Regions from separate parts of the Mus musculus genome. Here region 1 is linked to region 2. The links are chromatin contacts, called in public HiCAR-type maps. All regions are on one chromosome and are shown on one strand. Each heading gives the region's core, a stretch centred on a gene start, on an enhancer-like site or on the middle of the called end of the contact. The rest is flanking DNA. Distances are from core to core; before and after follow the strand shown.

Region 1 (3,867 bases), core at 1,343-3,842, 1.0 Mb before region 2:
TTTCCAAGTCTGTTTGATTCTCCTGCCATCCTGTGCTCACTGAACTGAGCTAAGCTGTCCTTGCCAAGGGGTGCCAGTACTTACTATGTGACCCAACACAGTAGACAAGAGCTCATTTATAACAGAGTCACTTCCTGTGAGAGAGGGGGTAACTCAGGCTATGGAGTCAGCCCCTGTGCAATGAGGCCATCTAAGGGACTGGTATATTGATTTGAAAAGAATTCTTTCCTCTCTGTATAATTTGCTGAAAGGAACACCTAACAGGCACAGATATTCACACACACACACACACACACCATTTCTTTTCCCTGCACAGATCAATTCAGTGGCTGTCAATAACTGTCCAGTACCTGAAGATGACAACCTATTTTCAGAAAGATTTATTTATTTTTACTTTTATGTGCAAGGGTATCTCGACTGTGTTTATGTCTGCTGTGTCCAAACACAGTGTCCTTGAAGTCCAGAGCAGGGTATCAGGTCTCCTGGAGCTGGACTTACCGACTCCAAACTCTGGTGCTCTGCAGAAACAGAAAGTGCTCGAAGCCTCTGGGCCATTTCACTGGCCACAGTTTTATGATTTTTACATTTTGCTGTGGTCCTTTTAAACAGACATCAGGACAAGGGGAGCAATATATAGAACATGTTTATACTTGCTTTGTAGTTGCCTGTTTAACAACTTCCCTGGCAGGGCTGTGGGGGGTCACTGCAAAAAGTCAAGTTGTCACCTGTGGTCCTGTACTGGCTAGTTTTGTGTCAACTTGACACAGCTGGAGTTATCACAGAGAAAGGAGCTTCAGTTGAGGAAATGCCTCCATGAGATACAACTGTAAGGCATTTTCTCAATTAGTGATCAAGGGGGAAAGGCCCCTTGTGGGTGGGACCATCTCTGGGCTGGTAGTCTTGGTTCTATAAGAAAGCAGGCTGAGCAAGCCAGGTGAGGCAAGCCAGTAAAGAACATCCCTCCATGGCCTCTGCATCAGCTCCTGCTCCCTGACCTGTTTGAGTTCCAGTCCTGACTTCCTTTGGTGATGAACAGCAGTATGGAAGTGTAAGCCGAATAAACCCTTTCCTCCCCAACTTGTTTCTTGGTCATGATGTTTGTGCAGGAATAGAAACCCTGACTAAGACAGGTCCTTTCTACATTTTCCTAACCCAGAGCAGGGTTCTTGCCTGTGATGGAGAAGGCAGCTCTGGTAAACATGCAACAAAGAGTTGCTTTGATTAATATATATTTTAAATAAATGATTTTCCATTTTGTCTGGGGCTTTACTGCATTTCTGGAGTTGGGAATAGCTGGCTTTAGCTGCTTTGTCTGTATTTTTCTTGTCTCTTTGAGACAGTGTACATCAGTTCTTTATGGCTATAGAAGTCAAGGTTCTATGATTTACTTAAAGCTGACTTTTGTTTGGTTTTAAAAATCTCATTTAGAGTTTGGGATCATGGCACATTAATTTAATATTTAAAGTCATTTTCTTATTTATTCAAAATGTATTCAACTGAAACTCAAAATCTCCCTTCCATTATTTCTATCCTGTGCTTCAGGGACTCTCATATAGAAAATTAAAAGAAAGAAAGAAAAAAAGACCAAAAATAAACAATATCTCCACAAGGTACACAGAACACACACTGACACATGTGAAGAGCAAACAAACTAAAGTAAAGATTAGACCCTTCATTTTGTGAACAAGCTTTCTGCTGTATTGGATTATCCCTGCTTATTAATCAGGGTTAGGATTCATTGCTGGTTTGGCAATATCAAGAATGGGCTTTACTCTGTTCTAGCAGCGATCTAGCGCCACCTAGCGCCGCAATCAAAATCTGTTCTTCTCTTTTTTTTCTCTCCTCCCTTCTTCCCCCGCCCTTCCCCGCCCCCCTCTCCTCCTGGTTGAAATGGTAGATTGCTATCCCAGATTATGTTCAGGAAATATATAAGAAGAAAGAAAGCTGGATGTAGTTGCTTATGCTCATAATCTCAATACTCTATAGAGAATTGCCATGAATTTTCAGGCCAGCCCGAGCTACATAATCCCTTCCAAGCCAATTCAGTCTACAGAGTGAGACCGTGCCTTATCAGTAAGATAAAACAATGTAAGGTAAAAATGTGTGGTTAACTGAGGCTCCAACGATTATTTCAGAACGGCGGTTATCATTTCTGTGCGTCCAATTAGGTAATCGGGGGTGGAGGAGAAAAGTCAGGGTGGAAAGAGGTCAGTGGGAGCAGACCATGTCGCACATGAAACTTTAGAGCCTCTAGTCTGTAGCCAACCAAGGTCACAGGGATCAAAGCCCCGCAGGTGGAGCTCAGAGGACATCGCTTTGAGTACCGCAAGCCTAGGCCTCCAGATTATACAAACCTTTTGGGGCAGGAGACAAAACAAAAACAAAAGCCAAGAAGTTTCCTGTCTGTGGTCCTCACACGGGAACATTCTTGGTTCTCACACCTTGCAAACTTACTCTTGGGAGATTCAGGAGAAAAGGCAGGTGGAGCTCCAGCCACCAAGGAGAGGGAGGGACTGAGCTCCTTCGCAGACTTGTGTGGGCGCAGGGCGGAGCCGCCGGAGCATCCTTGAGCAGCCATCGCAGAGCATGATGGGAAAATCCTCCTTCCCTTGGACATGGCGCGCACCTGCCTGGCAGCCCCAGCCGGCTCCAGCACCGCGCTGTGCCGGTCCGTACTGTTCAGCGTCTACCGCGGTTTGGGCGGTGGCGGCGGGGGTGGGACCGCGCCTGGAGCACACCGGCACGCGCCGACGTACTGAGCTCCAGGGTGCTGAGCTTAGGGTGCTGAGCCCCAGGGCACGCTCGGTTTCTGCCGGACTCTGCGGGCATGGCGTCCCAGGTGCTGCAGCTGCTCAGGCAGGGTGTGTGGGCCGCTCTCACAGGGGGCTGGTACCACGACCCGGAGCATAGCAAATTCACCAATAGCTGCCACCTCTACCTGTGGCTGTTCCTGCTCTTGCTGCCACTGGCTCTGCACCTGGTGAGTCCCCAGTTTAGGGGTGGGTGGAGGAGGGGGAGGAGGAAAGGAAAAGGAGGAGAAACAGGAAGCGGAAAGGAAAATTAACAGGAGAAGAGAGGGAAGGGGGAGAGAAGGAAGGAGATGGGAAGAACTAAATAGGAAGTAAGGTTATGAAAGAAGGGGAGGGGGAGCCACAGAGGATGCCCAGGATGGGAAGGAATCAGTGACTTTGAGAAGTAGGGACGGAAGAATGAGGCAAGGGGTTTTGGGACAACAGTCCTGCAGGGCACTGGAGAGTCTCCGGAAAGAAGTATGTAGGACTTTGGGGATTGTGAGCTCATTAAAAATCGATGTGGGCTGCCTGGATGAGTCAGGCCCTGCTGTCTGAACGGTTGAGACTGGCTTATGGGTACCAACCATGGAGCCTCACGACTTCGGATGATATCAGCTATAACACCAGCTATAACACCTCAGGTGCAGTCGCAATAAAAAGGCAGTACGAATCCCTCTCAGGGCGACCTGATTTCGGTTGTTAGTCGTTTTTTCTTTTTTCCTACTCTTCTCTTCTTGTTTTGCTTTAGGAAGGTAGATTCCACTGTCAATCACTCTGCAGTTTCACTATGGTGTAGAGAAGTCTGAAAAAAAATTAAAAATATACAGGAGTGGATAAATGTCATACACCTATGCCAGAGCAGTGTGGCAGCTCCTCCTCTGGGATGGCCAACAATGGGGGATAGTGAATGCTTACTGAATGGTTACCTATGACCTTCATAGGTCAGTTAAACATATAGGTAGCGCAAGGCGTGATGGGGCACCCTTAAAAAGCTGCCTGCTGTTAACTTGCCGGTGAGGCGAGGAGCCGTCTCTGATGTGTCTGTGAAGGACTTTGTCCCTAGAACAGTACATGG
Region 2 (3,520 bases), core at 646-3,145:
CATAAAAAAAAAAAAAAACCAACTCCTTTCATAAACACGTACAAGGAAAGTTCCAATCAACGCACAAACCCACTTAAAGGCCAAGAAGCTGGAGTTAGAGCTATCAGAACACTCTTCTTTTCCAATGTGCCTGCTTTAGAATAACAGGCTAAAGATGGTGAAGTCAATGACAGAGGTTCCAGCCATAGGCTTTAAGGCTACAGTTCAGATTAATCATAAATCTAAATTTTTTTATGGAACTTAAGAAGTTTGCCCACATTCCAAAAGTAGTTGTGCTAACCAAACCAAACCAAAAGCTGGGCAGTGGTAGTGTATGCCTTTAATCCCAGTACTTTGGAGGCAGAGGCAGAGGCAGGGGCAGGCGATTTCCGAGTTCGAGGCCAGCCTGGTCTACAGAGTGAGTTCCAGGACAGCCAGGGCTACACAGAGAAACCCTGTCTCAAAAAACCAAAAAGAAAAAAAAAAAAAAGAAAGAAAGAAAAGGAAAGGAAAGGAAAGGAAAGGAAAGGAAAGAAAAGAAAATGGTGTTAACTACTGGCATAGCATGGAAATACCCTTTGAAAGGCACTTTTGTCAAGAGTGGTGGTGTAGACTATAATCCTAGCTCTCTGGAGGTGAGGGCATGAGGAATGCAAGATCCAGAAAGCCTGGGGCTTCACAGCTAGTGCCAAAGCCAGAGAACAAACCAAGAAAATCTTGTTTCAAAAATAATTAATTAAGATTTTTTTTAACTCTCCCCCGAGGATGGAGAGATGGCACAAGGGTTAAGGGTCATTCCTTCAGCAACCACATTGGGGCAGCTCACAATCTGTAACTCAATTCCCAGAGCTGGCCTCTGATGCACCAGACACCTCGTGGTGCACATACACACATGCAGGTACACTCATACACATAAAAATAAGCAAATTCTCACCCCACCCCACCCGTAATTGTGCAAACCCACGGAGTGAAAGCACACGAAGTCTCCACCTTGATAATTGCTCGTGAATATTGTAAGTGACCAACACTCTGTTGGAAACCAAACGGGGCAAACCACCAGTTAAAACTAGAAGAGGAAGGAAGTGGGGGGCGGAAGGGGGTAGTGTAGAAGGTAAGTTGGACAGAAAACAGTGGCAATGGGTATCCTACTCAGAAACTTGTGCAAACATAACGAATAGAAGACAGTAATTTCCTGAGGTTCCAAGTAAGAGTTAAAAAAAAAAACTCTACGCGCATATTGTAGCCGAATATTTTTCTCTCTCAGGAATACTTAAGGTAGAGGGCTGGGGAGAAGGCGGGAGGTGGAGACCCAAAAGTCTTCTCGGGCTAGGTCAGGACTAAGATTACTACTCAACAGGCAGAACTCTAATGCTCCCCTCATGTTGTGTGCGGGGGCTCCCGGCCTGACGGGGAGAAGGGACAGAGGGACCGCCATCGATACAAACTTGTAAAAGCAGACGCGTTAACCGAGGCGCAGACACATGGTTGCCGTGGATACCAAGCCACGTACCCAACTGGGTTAGGACCCGCTCTTTAAGACAAGCAAGGGTCGTGGGCTGGGGACATAGGGATCGGGGAGGGACTGTCCTTCCCGCGACGTTGCCCTGGGCCTTGGTCCTCCCAGGCGCCTACCGCATAGAGGAGCACACTGCTAGGGCTGGCCGAGCCGACCGAGAATCGGGAGCTGGAGGAGCTAGGAACGTCCATGGCGCGGCTGCCGTCCCTGGCGGGGCCTGGGCTGGTCTGCTACACGGCTGTAGTGCAGCCGCTGGGGGCGGTTCTTTCGCACGGGGCGGCTCCCGTCTGCCCAGGACAGTGGCACTCCGTACGGCCACTGCACGGGACCCCGGGCACCGCCATCTTAACCAGGCCCGAGGCCGCGCAGGGACCGTGACGCACGCGCAGAAGCCGCGCCGGAAGCGGAAGTGGTGGGCACTGGGCGGGATCTGGGGGGGTCTCCGTGCTGATTCCCATGGCGGCGGAGCACGATTCGGACTCCGTTGAGCCTCCTGGTTCGGAGGCACTCCTGGACGCCGTTCTGCGGACCCTCTACGACCTGGGTGAGCGTAGCTCCTGGGAGGAGGCGGCCAAAGACAGTGAAACGCATCCCGAGGCGGCGGGACCACGGCCCACGTGGTCTCCTGGAGCCATGTCCGCAAGCGCTACCCTCTCCGGGACCTTCTCCCCCACTTGTTGGCCGACCTTTTGCTCTCCTTCTCACTGTGCAGGAAAATAAAATCAGAGATGGTTACTAAAGGCAGGCCACTCGCAGAAGGACAGGCACTGGCAGGCAGAAGAGCTCACGTTGATTGCCTGACTTTTAGAACCAGACACGTAACAAACGCTGTATTGTTTTTATTTTGGAGCGGTTGCTCAAAATTCCAAGCTCACTTACACGATTAAAAAGCAAAAGCAAGCTGAGAACTTGGAAGAACGTACCAGGTGTACATGTACATGCATTTTTGTGTGTTTCCCTCATTAACTGTCAGAGCAACCCATATATGTACACACATCTTCATAAAGGTCCTCCTTAAGAGCTCGAGTCTCAAGGTCTAGGGCCTGATGTCACATTCTGCGCTGTGTTAGGTTCTTTGTGTCCACCGACAACACTTGGCCTCCGACTTTCACAAGTTTGTTTGTTTGGGTTTTTTTTTTTTTTTTCTTTTTGGTTTTTCAAGACAGGGTTTCTCTGTGTAGCCCTGGCTGTCCTGGAACTCACTCTGTAGACCAGGCTGGCCTCGAACTCAGAAATCCGCCTGCCTCTGTCTCCCAAGTGCTGGGATTAAAGTCGTGCGCCGCCGCCACCACCACCACCTGGCTGACTTTCACAAGTTTTAAGACTAATTTTTAAAATCCTAGATACAGTTGATATTCACACATGCAGGAATTCATTACGGTAGTTACTTCCCAGCTACCTGGACTTTACCTATTCATTTTTATATCTATACTGGCAGAGTTACATTGGCCACAAGTACACAGCTAGTATTCAGAAAGCTCCTGGGCCCATACTGTAGGTCAGTACTGAGGCTTAGACGCCTGATTGAAATTTCAGATCACTGTTGAGAGTCTGAGCAGAAGAAACAAACTGAAGATGAGAAATAGAGTAGAAAGTAAAGGTATTCAAATTAAAGCAATTAAAGTTTAGCTGGATTCCCTTTAAATCCAAAACCGAAGGAAAACAAGAAGAACCCGGACATGTACCTGTAACCCTGCAGTGTGGTAAAAAGACATGCTAGTATAGAGGCAAATGCTTTTAACATGGTCCTGGGAACTATGACGTTGATGGCACCGGGTGTGAGGACTAGCGTAATTGTATTACTAAGGGTCAGAGGTGTATGCAGCTATCTGGGAAGGAAGGCAGGATTTTGATTTCTGAAAGTGTTGCCTGTGTTTGTGGTTTCCGGTTACTTTATTTATTTATGTATGTGCGGGTGTGTGTCAACCCCGCCATATGCAGTGAGAAAACACCTCCCACAGGAGTGAGTTCTCTCCTTCCACCGTGTGGGTCCTGGAGATCATGAAGTCATGAGACCTGGCCCTA

What was found. HiCAR-type assays count read pairs that join an accessible place to other places.
Region 1: a HiCAR-type map of astrocytes shows a contact between it and region 2, with 3 times the contacts expected there. The contact joins the promoter of Pcnx2 here to the promoter of 2810004N23Rik in region 2. A contact is called at or near these places in 7 of 39 promoter capture datasets (the 3T3-L1 cell line, cranial neural crest, frontonasal cranial neural crest and 4 more), 2 of 115 datasets of contacts at active chromatin or transcription factors (astrocytes and pancreatic cancer cells) and 1 of 9 other capture datasets (adipose tissue).

The regions. Positions count from the first base shown.
Region 1 is chr8:125,897,042-125,900,908 of GRCm38.p6, reverse strand. Pcnx2 (pecanex homolog 2) reads left to right here and starts at 2,592. Exons shown (of 34, transcript NM_175561.4): 1 at 2,592-2,980. The coding sequence starts at 2,828. It overlaps A730098A19Rik (RIKEN cDNA A730098A19 gene), which reads right to left and starts at 2,995. Exons shown (of 2, transcript NR_155422.1): 1 at 2,455-2,995.
Region 2 is chr8:124,861,404-124,864,923 of GRCm38.p6, reverse strand. It overlaps 2810004N23Rik (RIKEN cDNA 2810004N23 gene), which reads left to right and starts at 1,895. Exons shown (of 7, transcript NM_025615.2): 1 at 1,895-2,039. The coding sequence starts at 1,952. Gnpat (glyceronephosphate O-acyltransferase) reads right to left here and starts at 1,891. Exons shown (of 16, transcript NM_010322.3): 1 at 1,612-1,891. The coding sequence starts at 1,686.